Regions from separate parts of the Anas platyrhynchos genome. Here region 1 is linked to region 2. A link is a contact called in public Hi-C data. All regions are on one chromosome and are shown on one strand. Each heading gives the region's core, a stretch centred on a gene start, on an enhancer-like site or on the middle of the called end of the contact. The rest is flanking DNA. Distances are from core to core; before and after follow the strand shown.

Region 1 (3,827 bases), core at 854-3,353, 65 kb before region 2:
TATTGGTACCAAGGAAAATTGACACTGAAATTAAAATACAAAACAAGAACGCTTTAAAGATCAGCTGCTGGATACTCCAGCACTTGTAACTTACCAGAGAAGTCTGTCTCCTTGATTTCTCTTCTTATAAATTCTTCAACATGCACATGACATTCTCGCAGCAGTTTGTTTGCCTGGAACATGTCTTACTGATGGTGAAGCATTCTTATGCTTATTTTAAGCACCAAGAAATGGCTTTTCCACTGAGTCACTGTGGAGGTTATTCAGCGTTCTAACACACTGGAGTTTCATTGCTGATGAACGATGTCTTGTACCAGTTTGGCCCTAGGGAGAAAATGGATTACTTTAGTGTTGTGTCTTATCCCCATTTTACAGATCGGAAAGGTGGCCCAAGGTTACAGACTCTGCCAGAAGTGATGCCACCCAGTGACTGAACTGGAATTAGGAGAAAGTAAGAATGCATGCATCTAATCCACCACTTTAGTTATTGATGGCAGTGCTGGTTCTTAACCTGGCTTTGTTTCCGTATACCACAGGCCACTCTAACCTCTGTTAGGCACGTAACCTTGTGCACAAAGGAAAACCAGAAATTAAAAGCATCTGCCTGTAGAAATACAGATAGGTGGTATCATTTCTTTGGCATTGAGTGCTTGCTAGTGTTGGGTCTGCAAGAATGTGAGTTGCATTTACAACTTCAATCCTGATAAAAGGAAAATCTCCCATGAAACAGCCTTAGTAGGATATACAAAGAAACTGCTTCTCTGTTGAAATCTGTTCTATTAAACTCCCATTCACACTGCTGAAATCCACTCCTAAAATCACACCAAGGATAAACCAGCTAAGAGAATTTAAACTTAACTTTGAAGGGTAGTGTTGGGTTATGTGCCTAATCCACCCTGGAGATTTATCTCAAACCTTTATCGTTTTGTTTCCCCTCATACTATAAAATGTTACTGGGCAGTGAAGTGTGCGTTCCTTCACTTATCCATCTGCAGTGCTTTTGTTCTAATGCGATACCTGGGTGAGGAAAAGGTAATTTTCTGATCTTTGACATCTGGTATTAGCAGAGCACCGTAGCTGCAGTGTTATGTGGCAGAAGCAGCAGCCACTAGAGGGCAAATGTGCTTAACAGTTGCTGTCAGTCGGCTGTTGAAAATTGCCTGGACGTGCTCCTCTTATTTTGTCCAAGAAAAAAAATATTTTGTTCCGAGGAGCACTTGAATTACCTTCTTTGAAGCACAGCAAAAGCCATTAGTGGCTCTGGACAAAGAGTGGTTTTGTGACTGCCGTTCCTCCAGCAGCAGCATGAAGAAACGCTTTTGCAACCCGACTTTTTGGGCCAGAAATGACATTACGCTGTGTGGCATGAGAAAGTTTCTGCAAACAAAGTTTTCTGTTGCAAATGAAAAATATTTTATAATTGATATTGGGCCAACGTTGTCAAGTTTTACATGGATTAGAGCGGGCGGCAATAAAGTTAACTTTTGACTAGTAAGATTTTGTATAGATATGTGAGTGCGAACAGGAACCAGGCAATATTTTGTCCTTCTTTCGGTGGTACAGAGCAGCACGATGTAGAGATTTAGAATAAAAAAGCTACTTTTAGCATCGTGAGCTTCATGGTGCTAGCATGACTGAGTGGCTGGTGGCTGGGGTTTCTGGAACCGCCACGAGGCGTTGTCAGGTAGGTGAGCAGGAGAGAAGTTTCACAAGCAGCAGCCCGGGCTTGCATAATGCTTGGTGCACGCAGGATTACGGGGAGCTTGATTACGGGGAGCTTGATTACGGGGAGCTTGCTCACGTCCCCATCCATCACCACCAGGAAGGGTGGATGGCTGACTAACCCCCCTCAGTCCCCACCAGGGCTTCATGTGGGGGCTGAGCGGGGCGGCAACCCCACGGTGCTTTCACACAGCAGCGATACCACGGCGAGGCACGTTGCAGGAGGGCCCCCACATGAGGCCAAATTCCCCCATTCCCCCTTATCCCCTCCTGTTCCCCCCCCCGGCGCCATTTTGGCCCCGGTTGCCACGGCGACGCCGCGCCCGGGCTGACGCGGGCCGTGACGAGAGGGGCGGGAGCGGGGCCGGGGGTTGAGGGGGGCGGGCCCGGGCGGGGCGGGGCCGCGGGGCCGCAGCCGGAGCCGGGCCGGAGCCGCCGCCGCCGCCGCTCCCAGCATGGTGATGGCCGAGCCCCGGCGGCCGCCCCCTGCGCTGCTGCCGCTGCCCCGCGGGGCCGGGGCCGGGGCCGGGGCAGTCCGAGTGGGCTTCTACGACATCGAGGGCACGCTGGGCAAAGGCAACTTCGCCGTGGTCAAGCTGGCGAGGCACCGCATCACGCGCAGCGAGGTGAGCGGAGACCCCCCCCGGTGTCCCCCCGGTGCCCCTCTCGGTGTCCCCCCCGGTGGTCCCGGTCCCCTCACGGTGCCCCACGGGGACGGGTCGCAGCCGTATCCCCCGCGGCCTGCAGCCCCGCGGCCTGGGGAGGGGGCTCCGGGTGGTCCCGGGCTCGGTGCCCCCCGGGCTCGGTGCCCCCCGTGGGGCTCGGTCCCCTCCGGTGCCGTTGTGCGACCCCCGGAGCCCGGGGGGGGACAGGCGAGGCAGCGGCTGGGGTCGCCCCCCGGCCCCGGTGCTGTGCTGGGAAGGGCTGCCCGCAGTGCCCTGCACCGGGGGGAAGGGGTTGGGGAGCAAACAAAACCCCCAAATCCCGTTTTTTTGAGGTCAGTAATGGGAAAACACCCGCAAGGAGCCGGTTACCGGGCGCTGAGGTGGTAAGCTCACTCCTCGCAGCGATAAAAAAACGCCCCTGGTTTGGACTTCTAACAAAAACAAACACGTTGTTCTCGCCCTGCCGCGGCGGCCGAGCCTCGCATCCCAAATATTGAGTTTCTCGTTCCTCCGCTTGCCCAACGCCGCGGTAATCGCCCCTAAATCCTTCCTCGGGAGTTGAGCAAAGACCTGGCGGCGTTGGGGCGCTCCGTGCCGAGTTGGCTGCCACATGCCCAACTTCCAAGGGCTTGGCTTGCAGGCTGGGGGTGGCTGTTTACTCTGCGGCCCCCGGGCAGGCTGTGCGATGGGCATAGAAACTTCAATCCCGAGTCTGAGTTGTCGTTTTAGAACATCTGCTTGTTGGCGATTAACAGCTCCCCAGTCCAGCTTGGCTTCCCCACCTGCACCTTAACAGACCGCTGAATTCCCGTGCATCCTGATCAGTGCGAGCTTGAGTGTTGTCAACCAGCTTTCCCTTATTGAGGAGCCAAGGCTCTGGTCTGCAGCTTTTTCTGCACCATTTTCACAGCAGGTTTGCCCGTGTTAGGGGTCTGCATCCAGGTCTTCCATTCCTCAGTACAGCTTCGTTGACTTTCTGCAGCCGGAGGTGCAAGCGCGTTGCCTGGAGCTTAGCCGAGGTAGTTGCTGGAAGTATTCACACGGTCTTTGAGGAAGAGGAACCCTATCAAGAGCACTTCTGGTGATGTCAGGGGAAACTTATTCCAGCCAAGAACTACTTCAAATAAGTGCTTCAAGGTTGGGCCAACCTCACTTAATTTAGTGTTAGCTGACTGCACACGTAGGAAAGTACAAATCCTGCTAATGCTGTTTTTGGTGGAAGACTGTTCCTATTCCAGGCTTGTTCTAAGCTGTAGTTTATGTTTCTTGAGTTGCTAACTTTTCAGTTCATCTGTGTGCAGAGTAGAACAGCCTCTATTAAAGTTCCAGTAGAATAATATGCAGCTGCTTAGGTTCTGGCATGAACTCACCCTCAGGTCCGTACTGCAGGAAGATCTGCAGTGTGCTGCTCTGAGACCTGCTCAGAAAGTCCTTAAAAGA
Region 2 (3,657 bases), core at 535-3,034:
CTGTATCCAAGTGATGCACACACAAAATCAATGAGGACTGGGCTTTGGGCAAGGTTTTCTATCAGGATTCCCCAAAAGCTATTGCTAGAGAGCATCATTGATGCCTTTATGCTGCAAGTACGTAATGCAGGCATGGATTGTCCTCACCAGAGCCCAGCACATGCAGAGGACAGAGCAACGCAGCCAGAAGTGCCCCCGTTGTACACGTGCCGAGCTGCCCGGTCCTGATCCACCCTGACCCTTCTGTCTCAGCAAACTGCGCCCTGGGGTGCGAGCCGCTCACATTCCAGCATCCCTGGAACCAAAGGGCAGAGGTTACTGGGCTGCCGGGTGCCCCTGACGCCGGCTGAACCCACGTTTTCTCCAGATGCCGTCTCACTTTTTCTTGCACGTCCACTTACTGTTATAGGGTGCTTCCCTGGAGGCACAGGGAACACCAGGACTGCAGGCGTAGGACGCAGGGATGGAGCACAGAAAGGCAGACGGGAACCTGGGGAGGTGATGATGGCCCCAGGAGGCTGGGATGCCCTTATCCTGGGAACACAGGGTGCAAAGAAACTCATGAGAGACACGAGGAGTCTTCGCATGAATCTTACTGGAACCAAGACTTCACCTTAGGGCTGAATAAATGCTCCTGTGGCTTTCTCTTCCCAAACTCCAGCCTTTCTTGAAGCAGATGGGCTGAGACACTCTCCTTACACGACGGAAAATGACAACGTGACCTGGCAGCCGCTGGGAGCTCCCCCAGCCTCGCCTCCCACGAACGCCCACGTGTCACTGCTACACGAACAGGCTGCCAACGTGGGAGACTCTGGGGCAGTATTCCAGCAAGACAGGAGAAACAAACACCAAAACAAGAGAGCAGCAGCGTTTTAACAGCTTGTGTGGAAGAACAAATATTGACTGGTTGACTGGGAAATGTCGGTGCATTCTCCCTGTTGCTGGAGGCGGATCTGGCACAGAGGAGGTGCCCTCACAAGCCAGCAGGCACAGCGGGCTGACTAAATGCTGCAAGGCCTTTTGTAATGCACATTTTTGGAAGGTGCTGCTGGAGGTCTGAGCTGCTCAAGGGCTCTGCTCATGACCAAAAGCATCCCAAAGACTGTCTGCAACTTCTAAAGGGTAAAACATTCATGCAATTCATCAGGGTTAAGAGGGCTGGGTTCCCTGCACACCTCGCTGCCCCAGCCAGCAAGGGTGGCTGCAGGATTTGAGCAGATGGCCAGAAGCTGCAAGTGCCCCAGCTGAGCTGAACCCAGCTCCTCCAGCAAGATGCTGGCCACTGGTCTGCCTTCTTCTGCAAGGAGTTCCTTGCTTCAGGAGGTTCAACCACTCCGTTTTTGCCTGCACCAGCTTCCCACAGCAGTAGTTACTGCCCGAGCACCACCACCATCTCAGCCAGCTGATGGAGAACTGCCCAAAGCTATTTGGGGTGTGAAGACCAAGCACAAACACACATCAGCGATTTTCATCAGCCCTCTGCTAGGTACAAAGCCCACAGAAACGCATCTGTGAGCCCACCAGCAAGCTACACTGAAATGCACAGCCTTTTACTGGTGTAACTGGAGTGCCCTATGGGGTGACTGTCAGAGAAACAGAGTAAAAAGGTGGCTTTTTGGGGTTGTAACACAGCTCCAGTGCCATCCCACTCTCACAGACATCAGAGCTGCTCTGACACTGAAAGCTCAGACACACACATGCTGCTATTCCCGTAAATCATACATGCAGCAGGCATGTCAGACCACAGCTGACATTTAAGAGGCAGCCCTATTAACGCTCAGCCCACTGGCACACACCTTGTCTTCTTTTCTTTGCCTGTGTTCAGAAGAAAATACCTCCCTGCCCAAGTACTATGAAATATAGGCTGTGGCCAAAATCCCAGGGAGTTTCCATGATGTCAAAAAAAAAAAAAAAAGAAAAGAAAAAAGAAGTAAATAAATGAAAAGCCCTCCAGCTAGCAGCTCTGCCTTGCTCTCCCCGTTCTCACACAATGTAGAAATCCGATTGCCCACATCCCTGCCTACAGCACCCCAAGAAATGGCCCCAAAAGTGGATGAGGACTGTACTTCTTCCTGCCCAGGGGCTCCCACCTCCAGGCCTGCTCTTGCTGGGAAAGACCAGGACAGCCTTGGATCCTGCAGCAGCCCTGTAAAAGGCTAAATGTTTGTTTTGGACCACCAGAAAGAATGAGTTCGTCAGCAAATTCTACAAGATAGAGGACAGGGAGCCTAACTGAAAGGAAGCAATTAATCATTCATTTTCCTTACCGACACGGATTGCCTGTCAATGTGCGTAAACTCTCCAGGGAAACTGTGATCCAGAAATAATCCCAATTAGGCAGGACAGTTTCCTGGGTTGCTGTAGGAATAGAGAGCCTCGCTTTGCCAGAAGGCCCTGGGTCTGCTTCGCATCTCTTGTGCAAGGAAGTAAAGGGATGATCGGCAGTCCCTGAGCAGGAAAGCTCTCGACACGGTGTGGCAGCATCAAGAATTTCCTCACTCCCTGCCCATTCACAGCACCTCCATCTCCCACACTCACACACATGCTCCAAACTTCTCCACCGATGGCAGATTTCAGTCCTGAAGCACTGACCCGAGGGAGACGAGCCCAAGAATGCAGAGGGAAGGAGCCAGCTCCAGCCACGAGCCCTCCTGCACCCCTAGCAACGTGACCTGAGCATCCCACCAGCAAACCCAGCCCTGCCGCACAGCCCTGAAACCCAGCTTGGATCCCACTTTGGGGTACGAGCTCCCCTCAGCACAGACAGAGCCTGGGAGGCTGGAACAGGGAGGAGGACGAGCTCAGGTAGGAAGGAGCAACAACAGCAGGGGCAGGCAGACTCCGGAGAAGCCAAGCTCTCCTTTTTCTTGCCAGCTTCCCTAGCAAAGAGCCGGTGAGAAAATAATGGGTATTTATAAGCAAACCTGTCTCTAAGGCAGCATTTTCCAAAGTCTAATAATAGGGTTTGAACTTGCTTATCGTGTGATTCAGACGGCGTTGCATAAAGCTGCTGGAAAGCTCCTGAATGTCCCCTGAGCATGTTCCTGGGAAGCAGGGGCAGGGTGGGCTGTGGAAAACAAGCTCCAAAGTCTCCTCCCAGGGAAAGCCAACCACACAGCCTGTCCTGAAGCAAGGTGAGAAGCTGAGGACACTGATGGCTGTCCCTGATGCTTCCACCTTTGGTTTCTTGCACGCAGCAGCACCGAGCAGAGCCCAGGTTGCAGTGCAACAAAACAAACGCACAACCTACAGGTCGATACCTCCTGTGGGATGTGAGCTAGGCTCGAATACCAAGCCGGTCCTTACTTCTGAACTTAGTCCAGGGAAAAAGGAAAGAGCTTTTACCAGCTGGGCCTCAGCAAAGAAGCACCAGGTTCACTAGAGACAAGGCAAGAAAGTAAGGGGCAAGAAGGGCAATTAGCATTTGAAGCTGATTGTCACTGTTGCAGGTGCCAAATTTTGTTCCTGTCCCTTCAATATCCCTCAGAGGGGACACAGCCTGCTCTGGAACCAAATATCCTCACCCTGCCTTACAGAAACGTCCTGTGTGCTGGCAGTGCCATGCAGCCTTCGCCCCTACTTCTTCGCCCAGACACAGCCCCACAGCTCTGGCAGCACAGTATTTCACATCATCTTCCTATGGAAAGAAGACAGAAA

Evidence for each region. A called contact is a pair of places that touch in the nucleus more often than the background predicts.
Region 1: a contact with region 2 is called in a Hi-C map of liver, with 7 times the contacts expected there. The contact joins the promoter of SIK2 here to the enhancer-like site in region 2. A contact is called at or near these places in 6 of 8 Hi-C or Micro-C datasets (F5 follicle, liver, skeletal muscle and 2 more).

What each region holds. Positions count from the first base shown.
Region 1 is chr25:6,069,792-6,073,618 of IASCAAS_PekinDuck_T2T, reverse strand. It overlaps SIK2 (salt inducible kinase 2), which reads left to right and starts at 2,103. Exons shown (of 14, transcript XM_027444227.3): 1 at 2,103-2,348. The coding sequence starts at 2,178. LOC119713715 reads right to left here. Exons shown (of 40, transcript XM_072027742.1): 40 at 196-324.
Region 2 is chr25:6,004,713-6,008,369 of IASCAAS_PekinDuck_T2T, reverse strand. All of the region lies in intron 33 of LOC119713715, which reads right to left. Among named protein-coding and RNA genes, the nearest start is that of SIK2, 65 kb to the left of the region's middle. Within about 2 kb of position 1,784, at least 1 of the 8 cell types and tissues checked has an H3K27ac peak or open chromatin away from gene starts, as enhancers often do.